Regions from separate parts of the Mus musculus genome. Here region 2 is linked to region 1. The links are chromatin contacts, called in public Hi-C maps. All regions are on one chromosome and are shown on one strand. The core of a region is the stretch at or near the end of the contact, and the rest is flanking DNA. Distances in the headings are between cores, read along the strand shown.

Region 1 (7,353 bases), core at 4,640-7,139:
TGGCACAACGCAGGTAAGAGAAAGACTTCCCCATTACTCTGTGGGTCAAGCTTTAATGTGAAAAAAAAAATGCCTCGGATTTTTAATAAGAGTATTTGGGGGAACAAGAAAAGGGAAAATATTGTCTTTAAAGTAAGAGTAAAAAAATCTCCCCTCTTTATAATGTTACCCTCACCATCCTTTACCTTTACCTTTACCTCTTTTGTTGTTCAAGATTCCAGGTCATTATATTCCTACATTAAAGGATGCATGTATCTGAAAGTGTGGTATGCATTTGTGTGCATGTGTGTGTGTGAGTGTGTGTGTATGTGTGTGTGTGTGTGTGTGTGTGTGTGTGTGTGTTTCCTCCTTTTAAAAGCAGACTAGTTTAGTAGGTAAAGCCAGTTACAAGTCTAAAATGGAAATCACTGTTGTTCTTGGCTTTGGTTTTATGTTGATGCTTTTATATATTGCGTTTGGTTTTGGACTCTGATTTAATATTTCCTAGCATTGAACACTGAAAGTGAAGTATATATGACTTGCTTGTAGCTGAAGAAAACCATGTTCAGGACTTTTATCTGAACCCACTCAAAACATTTATGCTAACAAAAAGATTGATAAAAACCCTAGAGTGTGTGAAGGCATTTAATAATCAAAGAGAACACATGCACTCAACACACTGCTGACTTTGTTCTCTGCTCATGTACCCACTGAACAAATCACCTTTTTATTACTAATTAAGAAGGTCAACTATCAGTTTGTATCGCTTTCTTAAAAGCTGTTATTCACAATTTTTGATACAATGTATATTAGTATACCTATAACTGGCTACTTAAGTACTTGTGAGGTTAAAAAAGAATTAGATCAAATATTCACAAATTCTGTACTTGATTAAAACAGCTTCATTGCTTTCTTACACACATTCAAACAACTATGCAAGGTCTCCTGGATAAAATTATGAACACTTAAGTTAAGCCACCTTTAAACTCAAATGAAACATATATTCAATTATACATATGTTCCATTCCTTTCCTGGCATTTAAGATAAGTAAATGTGTGTTAGAGTACAGAGGTGATGTCCATTTTACTTCAACACACTGTTGACTTTGAGAATACTCATTAGGATATTTAGGAAACATAAGAATTTATAAAATCAAGGCCTTTGTATATTGTACTTTATTTGCTTATGAATTAATCAAATACAGATAATAGGCTACCAGCGAGTTTGAATCTTTTTTTTTTTTTTGATCTTTGATTATTGTACACACAGTGGTAATTTCACTAAGTTCAGTAGTGAGATATCTAAGACATTTAGACTGAACACTGTGCTCAATCTCATGGCATACTGTCCTCTGAAAATTTCTCAGGGGATGAATAGTATCTTTTGAAAATAATGGGTTGTTGGCTGTTAATTGCCTAGCAGGTGTGGAATGTGCTGTCCAAGCATGTACTCGACAACCCACCACTAAATACAACTAAACTGGTAGAGAAAACCTGCAGTGTAAGATGGAAATCATTCTATATTTACATCTTTTCATACGTGAAGTAATCAATTACTTCTCTACTTCTCTAACACGTAAAGACTGAAGGTTTTTTTGTTTTGTTTTGTTTTGTTTTGTTTTTTGTTTTCACACTCTGCAACATGCATTTAGGGAAACCACATGAGTTGCATTATATATATGCAATATTGTAAAAATAATAAATATACAGAAATAAAGAGAATTACTATTTGAAGTTGGAAGACCAGAGCCACTGTTGGTTTCTTTTATTTTCTGTTTTTCTCAAACTCTTCTGCTATTTGATTACAGAGATGATAATTCAAAGACAGTAAATGATGGAATATTTTCTCAACAGCAAGAGTAAAGGGTGCTTCAAAGGAACTCAAGACAAATGTCTCCTCCCCTCTACAAGCTCCATCTTGGTTCTCTTCAACCACTGCAAGGATCATCCAACCAAGAAAGCAACAAACCAATGCCTGTCCAACATGGCTTCAGGACCATTAACTTGGCACTTTTGCAAACAAGATGTTTGCTTCTGACTCCTTTGAGGATTCTTAGACTGTCACAGTATAATCTGACAGTTTGCCAAATGTTAGACTCAATTACATCAGTAATTATGCTAGACTGTTTCATAGTGTTTTGTAATTGGAATGATGTAAGGCTGCTAGCACTCTCTTTACTAGGCAGGAAGTTCTTAGTAAATTCAACCAAGCAACCTTCCTTAGGTAACACAGGAAGTCCCAGAACCCTTGTTTTCAATCACATTATGTCTTCCCCTAAAGATACTATGCATTTTTTGTACATCAGTTGTTTGTCTTTATTTAATATCTTGAACAAATTTTAAAGCCTGTTGTGAGTGCAGTTAACTTTTATGCTGCTGATTGTATGAATGAAATTTTATTTATTTCGTATTAATGTACAGTGCTTTTGAGAAATCTAATGAAATCCAAGTGAACCAAAAGTAGTAGGAAAACACACACACACACACACACACTTAAACCTATTAACAGAAATTTGAATTGCCATTCAGCTCAATAAAAAGTTCTACTCATTTAATTTCCCCTCTGACTTTTTAAATTATCAAGTATGTTCATTATATTATTGATGTAGCTAAAGTTTATTAACCTCAGTATAGGTGCATATCCAAAAGATACTATCAAGCTAAGGTATTTGCCTCAAACAACAGAGGCTCTTCTAAAAAGTTATATGTTGTATGTACAGATATAGATAGACAGATATATAGTTGATAAATATGTGGATACATATATAGATAAGTAATGATTTTATTATGTTACTTCACAAATAATACTTTCCAAATTTTTCTAAAAAGAAAAAAAAATACATGTAGGTTACTGACATGTGTAACTTGCACCACAGATCAGCTGTTTTTTAACACTTACAAACTTTTAATTCACTATCCTTTAAAATAATAAAGCTTTAGAAAATTAGAGTTATTAGAAGTTACAATAAAGCTATGTCTCTAACCACAAAACAATGTGCACCAATTGCAGCCACAATTGTGTGGTTTGCTATCACTCATTCCTGAAGTGTTAAAGCTGTATCTGTGAGAACTGTATTTTAGCTTCCACTACACCTTAACATCACTAAGGAAAGTGTCATCGGTACCAGCATTCTTTACACCCCCATATGTTTGGGTTCATGCACCCTCCATGCAATACATGAAAGAAATACCACCATTGCACACATGAAAAGCAGAAAAATGTTATCAATAATTTAACATTGCAATCCAAGACCTAATTAACATTGCTTTGCTTTCTAAATGATGTCTTTTAAGAAAATGATCCTCCTATTGAGAACTTCATAAATTATATGACCATGTGGTCTACAAAATCAAATTTATGTTGCTATAGTTACAGAAACAGACTCCTAAATTTCCTGTTGATATTAAGGGAAGGGAAGGTATGTTTGCTTTCACCAACTGCAACTGTAAGCAAATGCAGGTCCACAGCACTTTATTAGTAAAAACTCCTTTGGTAAGCACACGTTAGAGGAATTAATCATTCATTCCCTGCAGACTGCTTATGTATTTCATCAGACCATTATCCGATCTGAATAACAAGAACAATTGCATAATAAAACACATTACTGCTGACACTAGCAACTTTATTCTTTCAACTTTAAAGTTGCAACTCCTGTATGACATAAAAAGCTGGTGTCAAAAAGCTAACAATTTTATCATTCTGGCTAAGGTTCCCCTCCCTATGGTTACAGAAACAATTACCAGGTATCTCTGTAGGCATGACTAGAAACAGCTTTAATTCAGGATGCCCTTCCTAACACTGACACAATGATAACAGAGCCAGAATGTGTGTCAGTTCATTGTCAATGTAACTGATAAGTCTCTGCTTTCAGAAACGAACAGGTCTCCTGTGCATTCTGTGGGAATAGATACGTACTAAAATATATGTAATTGAATGTTTGGTTCATTCTTAAGTACTACAGCTTATGGACAATTATCCCTTTATGTATTTTTTTTCAAATGTCATGCATCATCTTAGAGATTTGAGGTCACAAATTATAGAGAACATATATATATATATAATCCAGATTTGATCAACCAATGATCTCAGTTTAAATTATTTAAATTCAATCACAGGAATGGCAATGGAGAGCAAGGGGTGAGAAATAAAGTGATGTTCAGGAGACAATGACACATCTTTCTGAAGTGATTCCCTTCCATTACAACTTTGTGTAACCAGAATCATCATCGGGTACACTGTCCTGTCCAATCACTCTAAAACTTATGTCCCAAGACAATCAGAACCACCCAAACAAGATGGCACAGTTCTAAATGCTTTTCCATTTTCAACCATTCTGGCTTTTTTCATACTTTTTGAAATCGATGTCCAACGAAATTTTTACTTAACTATTTGAGTTGAGAGGTGACAAGATTTTTGACTACAAAAGTCTCAATTAATTATGAGAATTCTCATAAGCATTAATTGATAAGTGATTCTTATAATGAAATTTGACCTGCTAATTAGTTGTAATTCTCAGTCTAATTTTCTAAATTTGCAAGGGTTTTGTTGGAAAAGTATGTATTATATTAGCAGAAAAAAAATGAGTGTTAAAGATAAATCACATTGACTTTTTTTCTTATCACTATTTGACTCCAGTCTGTATTAGGGCCATTATGTCGAAGAACTTTGCATTTAAATCGGTTCAGTTGTTTCTAACCTGCAAGTCCTACTGTACCTACAGTATATGTAACAATGCAAGAAGAATTAGATTCAGAACCCATTTGGCAGTGATAAAGAGGGGGAAATGCTGAAACGTTATTGATTCTCTTTCCTCTTGTGCAAAACAAACTGACTCAACTATATTTTTCCTGACATAACATAAAGGTTTTATTTAGATATTACAAAATATTGGCGAATGTCAGGCTACACATGTCTCCTATTCTTTTATGGTACCATTAACCCTTTGATGGGAGGGAGGACGGGTGTCCTACTTGCGTGCACAGAAAAGCTGCAGCCTCTGACAGGGAATGCTAGTCCAAGAGAAATGCTACCTGCAAAAGTTTTTGATGCAGCGATATTCAGCCTTCAGAGATACCTTAAACCTGTCAGCAGCTGATGAGCCTGTCACAGTTCATAACCGGCTGTGTCAGAGTCCCAGCCTCAGCCTGCTCTCACACTGCATTCTTCACAGTTCCACTCCAAATTAACTTCATCAGATTCTCCACCTAGGCTTGTGCCAGGACTTCCTCCACACAGAAACGCCTCACAGACATGAAGTCATCCGAATAGGATTGTATTCTAGTCTTGCAAACCATCTTTCTTAACTTTCCCTTGACCCAATTAATTTCGCTCGGGCTCCTTACAACTAAAGATAAAACAAGCAACCCACTGAAGTCAGCAAAGGATGGAACTTGGGGGTGGACCAGGGTTGAAGGTTACAGGAAGGAGGAGGCAATGGGCTGGTAATCCTCAAGATTTCCTAGGTAATAGTGCTTCAATCTTAGAACCAACCAACATGTTCACAAGCCAGGTCTTCTAGCAGCCCTCGAACAATGAGCCTTTAACAATCAGACTCCTGGGAATGCTGCACATGCAGAGAGACACTCCTAAGTGATCTTCCACAAAGAAACCCACACAAAAATGTTTAGCGAAGCACTTCTCAGGTAGGAATTACTCAAGTTATATAAGGCAAGTTCTTCCCTGGTAAAAGGAACCGGGAGGAAGCATTAGGTAGACGCCTCACTTTGGAGAGCAAGACCAGAGAGCAGTTTTACTTACTAGGGCAGCCGCTCCGCTCTCCTCGGGAACAGAGGAGTCTTCCTTCCCTTTCTTCCAGTCCAACCGAGAACTGTCTTTCTGTCCCAGGGTCCGGGCTCAACTGCAGACAGGGAGAGCAACGGCCTCAGCCGGCAGCGCTCGCTCGGCGTCGGTGGGCTGCAGCGCTTCGGCTTCTTTAAAAGTGGTATCTGCGTGTGCGAGGGCGGCGCGGGAGGGTGGCGGCGCGCTCGGAGCCCGCGGGTCCCGCAGACGCCGGGGCGAGTGCCCGCAGGTGCGGCGGTGCGCGCGGGCGGGGCGGGGCGGGGCGGGGCGGGACGGGCGGCTGCTGCGGGAGGGAGCGCCCGGGATGCTGGGGCTCGCACTCCGCTGGCTGGCTCGCTCGCGCTCGCGCACAGGCGCTCGCACACGGCCCCGCGCGCCGCCCGCGCTCACCTGCATTTCCTTAACGAGCCACTTGATGGCTGCGGCGGCGCGGCCGCGGCGGGCAGGACCGGCGGGGGGCGGCTGGCTGCCGTGGCGACAGAGACCCGAGCCCAGGCAGCCAGGCCTTGCCTCCAGCTCAGCGTGGAGAGCACCTTCCGGCTACCGGGCGCTGGACAGCGCCTGGCCAGGTGCGCACTTCTGCAGGTGTCCCTGCTGCCCTGCTCCAGGTTTCTTGGAGGGAAGCTGGCGGTAAGGGGTGAAGAGTTGGGGTCTGAAATGTAGGGACCAGAGCAGTACAGTCAGAGGATGGAGAGAGAGAGAGAAAGAGAGAAGGAAGCACTTGTCTCAGGGATGTGCTTCTGATATAGGATGTAGTTTGCAGTCCGGGAGCTGGCCAGTTTGGTGGGGCTTTTAAGGGGAAGAAGGGGCTCCGCCATCGTGCTGGTTATCTTGAAGAAAACCTGTGGAAGAGTTTCTGGGATGCAGCTTTGGTACTCCGGAGACGACGCCCACAGGTATATGATGAAGAGGGTCCTTCACCACCACCTTGATATCCCAACGCAAATGGTTTGTGCCTCCACCCACCCCCAGATGCACTTCAGACTTGGGGCTCCTGAGAGAGGAACTTAACCCTTATTCCCAAGAACAGTAGACAGGGAAAATCCTCAAGGACAGGGTGGGCCAGATAGAGTAAAGGCTTTCTTAGGTTTACATTATGTTTGATCAGAACAAAGCTATTGGCAACAAATGCTGTTCCCTGCTAGACAGAAAGCAAGCACATCCCACGGTTGGTGCTTAAAATGAAAAGAAACCAAAATAATTATCACTTTGGTAACAATAAGCAACCTAGAACATTGCAGGTGTACTCTGGCTAAAGGTGTTGTGAACATTGTGGAACGAACTAAACAGCTGTGAGCCACTTCTGCCCAAAGAGGCATAAAGCTTCATCAAAATAAGTGACATGCTCCCACAGCGTTCTTTTCTTTCTTTCGTGCCTGATTTCATTCTTGCTTAGTTTCTTTGGCTCTTCATGAGTGACCCATCCTCTGTCGGGCTCCCTGCTCAGCCTCCCTAAAGCCACTGTGCTCACAAATCCAAAAAGTTTCACAGGTACCTTCATTGTGTCTTAAAATGGCTTTTGGAAATGTCAGTATGTAAAACAAGTGACACATGGTGTAAGAGAATGCACGTGA
Region 2 (6,455 bases), core at 1,600-4,099, 2.0 Mb after region 1:
ACCTTTGGAGGATGAACCTGATTTTCAGCCAGTAATGCCCTTCATATCTTTACAAAATGGACTTGAATGGAAGTATTTCCTTGGTCTGTTAACAGGTTGCTAACTGTTATGAAAAAGATGTCTGTTCACATATCCTCAGGAATAATAATGCAACAATAAATTTAAGGATCATCACTATTTTTCTGAAGAAAATAATTATACTGAGAGAAGACAGTTTAGGTTGGAATATAAATAAAATAAGCAGTGAAAATTAAATAGGAAAATAAAAGGAATGCTTAAATTTTAGTGCAGAATAAAAGCAAGAATAAAGGAATGAATGTATAAGTGAAGAGGAAATAAGAAACTTAGAGATGGAATAAATCCAGTCATATAACTTAATATGAAAGTCGTTAAACAAAATGGCAGCATTTGGCTGACTTTTAGGAGCCCTTATAGCATATCTGATACACCATTTTCACAAGACATGTGCTTCTGAGTTCACATATTTAATGTCACATATGGAAATAGCTCTTTTGCTTTCTATTTATTATTCTCAGAATCCTCCACATTAAAAAGGTACAGTTAAGGAAATCAAATAGAGCAGATTATAGTATGGTGAAAAAAAAAAAAAACAGATACAAAATCTAATGGCATCAAATTTAGAACTACATATTCAGGTCCCTAAGTAAAAGCCTATTTTCATGTGAAGGCCAAAATAATACTTAACAAGCAAGGGACATTTTTAGGAATCCAGAAGTAAAAAAACAGTCAACACTATGGCCACTAAAGGTCATTAGCATCACAGGAGGGCTTCTCAGACCATTCTGCTGGCAATAAAAGAGACTAGGTAGGTATGACTTAAAACCACATAGCAGGACACTGGGCGAGAGAAACCAAAACAAACAAGTGGCAAAGAATACCAAAAATAATTATCATAGTTTGACTGTGATACCTGTGTATCTAGAAGCAGAAAATGAAGGAGATCCATCATATGCATACAATTAGACGCATTCCAGGAGCACAAAAGACTTGATCTATTTGTGTGTGCCTGCACTGCCAAGCAATTAGTGGAACCTAAAAGCAATTTTCTTAGAGCTGGGCTTTCACTCAAATGAAGCAAGGTTTGGCAGTTGAAGCTGCATTCACTCTGTTGCTAGGAAAACAAGAAGCAAAAGTGTGAAAGTTCTTTCCAAGGTTCCCTCCCTTCTGTTTCCTTTGCAAGCAGTCCTGTCCTGCTAATTCTGATGTCACAATTGCTTGGTCTTTATTGTCTTTGCCTTCAGATGAAAACAGGCTTTTACTTAGGGACCCGGATATGTATTTCTAAATTTGGTGCCTTTAGATTTTTTTTATCTGTTTATTTGTCACCATCTTCTAATCTTGCTCTGTTTGATTTCCTTAATTGTTCCTTTTTAATGTGAAGGATTCTGGGAATGATAAAGAGAAAGCAAAATGTGATGGGTAAAATATTGCAATACTCCTGCCAAGGGTTTTGTGCCAGGACACATATTAAAAGTGGCTCACTATCTGCCATATTCCCTGAAGACCAGTGTAACTTACCATTTCTGAAGATTTCTGTTGAAAATGTAGACTTGGATATTCTTTAAAATGTCTCTTATTATAGAGGTATTGTTCAGACTCATCTCATGGAAGGTAAATTGTCTTTGTATTGACACTGGTATGTAATAATACATAGGCATTAAATGATTCATACTGCTTACTGCAGTAAGTTTTAGACAGCAAAGTATATAGTAGAAGAACAGAGTGATGGCTCATCAGGAAGAAAAACTTGACAGTAAGGTTCATGGCCTGAGTTCTATTGCCAGAGTACACATGGTAGACAGAGAGAACCAACTCGTCTAAGTTGTTCCCTGACCATCACACTCATGCATATCGAAATACACACACCCAGACATAGACACAGACACACAGACACACACAAACACACACACCAAAGAGATAGTGGGTAATGAAAACATAAAATAAATATAAATGTGCTTTTTTTTGTAGGGGAAGGTTGAGATAAGGTTTTTCTGTGTATCCCTGGTTGTCCTAGAACTCGTTCTACAGATCAGGCTAGCTTTAAACTCAGCCACCTAGCTCCCTCTGCCTCCAGAGTGTTAAGATTAAAGGCAAGTAGCACCACTGCCTGGCTATAATTATTTTTTGAAACAATATATAAGGACTGTATTTAATAATAAAGTAGGTTTTCATGAAGAGCCTAAATTCACCATTTATAATAGTTGGTCTGTATATCCTTCAATAGTTTAATTCAACAGTGTCCTCATTAGTGTAAAAATAATATATGCTACACAGTACTATATTACTATTCTTAAAGTAAGCATATAGCATAAAGTATGTACCTTAAAATTCATTTGTATTGCTCAATATTTTTCATGCTCATCATTCCAAGAATATAAAAATCAACACTTACATTTCAGTCTAATTTCCTGTTTCTTAAAGTTTTTAAAAATTGTTTTGATATGCAAGGGCATAGAAGACTCTATTAAATGAGAAAATCTATGAAGCATCATTTTTTTTTTTTGCAAAGATATGAAGGTCATGGTTTTTCTATTAACAGGCATTCAGAGGAAAGAGCTTAAATCTGCTGAAAAACGGAAAGAGCTCCACTGATTTCCCCTCTGCTTTGAGTTCAGAGGCAGGCAGGCCGGTAATGCAGAAGCATGAACACCACAGGGCTGGTTTGGCAGGCGAGCCGTTGCTATTTCTGAACCATATATGTTTCTTTCTGTTTTTCACATGCCAGAGGCTCTGCTCATTGCCAACCTTTCTCCTTTGTCAAGCTCTGTAGGAAACTGCTGTAGCCCATGCTCAAAGGCAGCCAATAAGAGGGCGCGATGCTGCCACTGCCTTCACATCTCTACTGGAGAAAAAGGAAAATAGCTGCAGGATGTCAGGCCAGCCTTAAAATGTTATGTGATGTTATTGCAAAGAGTCAGAATTCAGCCTCTAAAATATCGTCCTTGATATGGTAACTGTAAGAGAAAGCAGTGTGTCATTGAAGAAAGATAGTAGTCCATTCTTGTTTTTGAAATCCTTTTATACATTTCCTGAAAGGTAATGTCATGAGATCTTTTGGCAGGGATTTTTTTTTCTATGTGTAATTTCCTACCAACCGTCCTTTCCTAAGAAAGAAGAGCAGATGGGTTTCTATTAAAAAAAAAATTAGTCTGAGACGTATCTATTTTTACTGTTCTGCTTAGGAAAGCTTGAAAGCAACAGAAACTCCAGGAAATCATTAGCGCATTTCTGTGAAGAATGTTAGTGTTCATGAGCCAAACCTCATGAAGGCATTATGCGGAAGCGTCAGGGTTCTCTACTTCTACTCTTTTCTCCCATATTGGAGGAACACACTTCTATGATGTAACTGCTGTAAAAACCACTCTATAGTAGTATATAGGGAAATCTTCAACAATAAAGCATTCCAAACTCTGAAAATGTTATAATAATTTAAATTATCTTAACATACATTAGCATATATATATATGAGTAAAATGTATTTTAAGACATGATAGTGTAGAGTCCTTTGAGCTGTCAATTTCATCAAATATTTATCATTTCTCTATTAAAAGTTTTAAAACCTCTTTGAACATTTTATGGAAACACATGTGCACAGTCGTCCATTCACATTGTCTGAATTGATAAATTTTGGTATGTATATGTAAAACTACGCTATAGTTTCTTACAAGGAAATTGAACTTAACAATTTAATTGTATTTTTATTTCTTTTTGTTTGCTTGTTTTTGTTTTTTGTTTTTTTGTTTTTGTTTTTTTTGGTTTGCTTTGCTTTGTTTTGTTTTTCAAGACAGGGTTTCTCTGTATAGCCCGGGCTGTCCTGGAACTCACTTTGTAGACCAGGCTGGCCTCAAACTCAGAAATTTGCCTGCTTCTGCCTCCCAAGTGCTGGGATTAAAGGTGTGCATCACCATGCCCAGCTGTCTTTTTATTTCTTAAAAGAATTCCTGAGCCAGTATGCCATTTGGTATTCCATTTGTCTTCTTCCACTGCTGAAGGCATTAGTTGCCATCTAGGTTGAAGCTAGAATCACCTATGCTCGGTTATGCTATCACAGATTGGGATTTGAGTTGTCTTCACCACACCACACTGAGCTTATCTTCCTTACACTACATGGGCGCTGATGTCATCCCATGTCCTCAAAATCCAGGAAGACAATGTTCTGTTAGTCAGTATCATTCACAATAAGTCTTGTTCAGGGAATAGTCATTAGGCATCATATTAATAAAAAGAAAAGGGTGGAATGAGGATTGGAATCTAAATATTCTTTTCTGTGACTACTCCAATGAAATTTTCCTAGAAAATCCTCTGCTCTCAGGATGAATATTTCTTGATACAAGTTGATTTAGTCTTGAATATTGAGGCAGAAAAGTTTGGGTTAGAGTGCTGACAGATAGTAAAGTCCTGTTATGATTCTAGTGTTTTGTTATAAGTCTATATACAAAACCACAGAAACAAAATTGAGTGGCAGTATCATTTATTAATAAAAATTAAATATGATGAATAATATTCTAATCATACTTTAACCAGATGGCATTTTTGAAGATGCTCAATTTAAACATACATTCTTGAACTGCATAGAACTGAGGAAACAAATAGACACTCAAAAATAAAATAGGAAAAAAATGTGGTGCATTTACATACGAACTTCAACTGTAATCTTAATAAACTGGAATAGTTGGCAAAAACAGAAATAAGAAAGACTATGGCGATCCATCTGACTTTGGCAAAATATAAGAAATAGGTCAAAAAATGATGAGGAAAATGGGAGTCTTTCCCTTCCATGAACAGAAGTTACTATTTTATGTTCTCAGTGCTAGCATTCCTCTGTCAACACCTCTTCTTTCTTCTCTCCTTTGCACCAGGGATGCTCTGACAGTCTGCTTCACTGCGGGGCGCAGGCATATGCATAGCTTCCTCACTCCCTGCACTGCTCACACATATGAGGTAAAGCACAGAACAAGATGCAGAGACAAAGCGCAGCCCACGGTGAGTGACACTACTCGTGAATTACAGTGTTGAAATGAGAATAAGTTCAAACTGCGTCTCAGCCCCTGGTTAAATAATGAATTCAAAAAATGATATGAGATATATTTCACACATTATGGCAGTATCAAAAGACTTGAAACTCAAATTTCAAAGTGACCTATGAGTGTGGATATTGTACATTAGATGTCCATCATACTGGAATCTAGAAGGAACCAGTTGCACGAAATTCCATGGTTGTGGTGACAGTGAACATCAGGTTATAGACTGAACATATCTACTGAGTACACAAAAATTACAGGAACAAGAAAGCTATGGGTAGAAACTGCAAGAAAGAGATGATGACTACATGATTTTTTAAGTATCTCTCTTTGGAGTATTTTGTATAATAATAATTCTTTTAAAAACAAAATCTTGAAATAAGTACAGTTACAAAGAGAGAAGAAATAACAGAAAGGAGAACATATTTAATGGAGATTGTAAAATCCTAAACATCAAAATACTACTTGGAGAAAATACAATTTTGAAGGGAATATGAGTGACTAAACAATATATTTATTTCACTCATACTGCATATAAAAGCATTTATGAAAACATATTATGAGACATATAGTCTATTTTTTATTACTATAACTAAAAAAAACAAGATAAATAAGCTTTAAATAAAAGTAAAAATTGGGATAAGAGAGATGGCTTTGTGATTAAGAGCACTAGTTGCTCTGTCAGAGGATCTGGCTTCATTCCCAACATATAAAGGGCATTTTATAACTGTCAATCCCAGTTCCAGGAGATCTGATGCCCTTTCCTGGCATTCATGGGCACCATGCATGCACATGTTGCATAGGCATGCACGCAGACAAAACATACATATACATAAAGTAAGTTATTAAACAAATGTAACCTCCCTGCACAGCCTGAAGCAGGCTGAGCCAGGCTTGACTTTGTTGTCACTAAAAGATCACCTGGGGTGGAGCCTGCCTCCGTGGATCACTCTGTTGTTCTGCCATTGCTACTTGCTGCTACCTGCTGCCTAGCTCTTCCCTTGGGAGCCTACACGTGGTCACCTGCAGCTGGGCTCGAAGGATGATTTGGCGGGAATGGGCCTCCCCTCTTCTTTATAAGGCGTGTTCCCCGACATTAAAGTTGAGCTTTGACCAGGAAATCTTGACTTAGCTCCATTCTTTCTCTCATTCGTCTAGTTCCCTCTCTTTCAGCTCGAGGTTGCCTCTTCAGCAATATCCCGTTTCTTGCGAGCCACTGGACAGTCCGCAACAAACAAAGCTTTTTAAAAACTAAAGGGTAAAATAGACTGTCTTGAAGTGCCAATTCCCAATAAGGACACATAGTTATTACTTATGAAAGCTTAGGCCTTATGGTTTAGGCTTGCTCTAAACTAGCTTGTAAAACTTAACCACATCTATCCTAGTCTGCATTTCCCACATGGCTCATTATTT

The links. Hi-C and Micro-C count contacts between places; a contact is called where the count stands out from the background.
Region 2: a Hi-C map of cerebral cortex shows a contact between it and region 1, with 2.7 times the contacts expected there. The contact joins the enhancer-like site here to the promoter of Ptprd in region 1. A contact is called at or near these places in 2 of 39 promoter capture datasets (embryonic stem cells and hippocampal neurons) and 2 of 484 Hi-C or Micro-C datasets (cerebral cortex and cortical neurons).

The regions. Positions count from the first base shown.
Region 1 is chr4:78,205,853-78,213,205 of GRCm38.p6, forward strand. Ptprd (protein tyrosine phosphatase, receptor type, D) reads right to left here and starts at 5,890. Exons shown (of 40, transcript NM_011211.4): 1 at 5,738-5,890. B230208B08Rik (a long non-coding RNA gene) reads left to right here and starts at 4,875. Exons shown (of 3, transcript XR_003955358.1): 1 at 4,875-5,063; 2 at 5,741-6,348.
Region 2 is chr4:80,201,357-80,207,811 of GRCm38.p6, forward strand. No RefSeq gene overlaps it. Among named protein-coding and RNA genes, the nearest start is that of Gm32658, 430 kb to the right of the region's middle. Within about 2 kb of position 2,850, at least 16 of the 459 cell types and tissues checked have an H3K27ac peak or open chromatin away from gene starts, as enhancers often do. A contact at or near this core is called in cerebral cortex and cortical neurons, where this site is marked.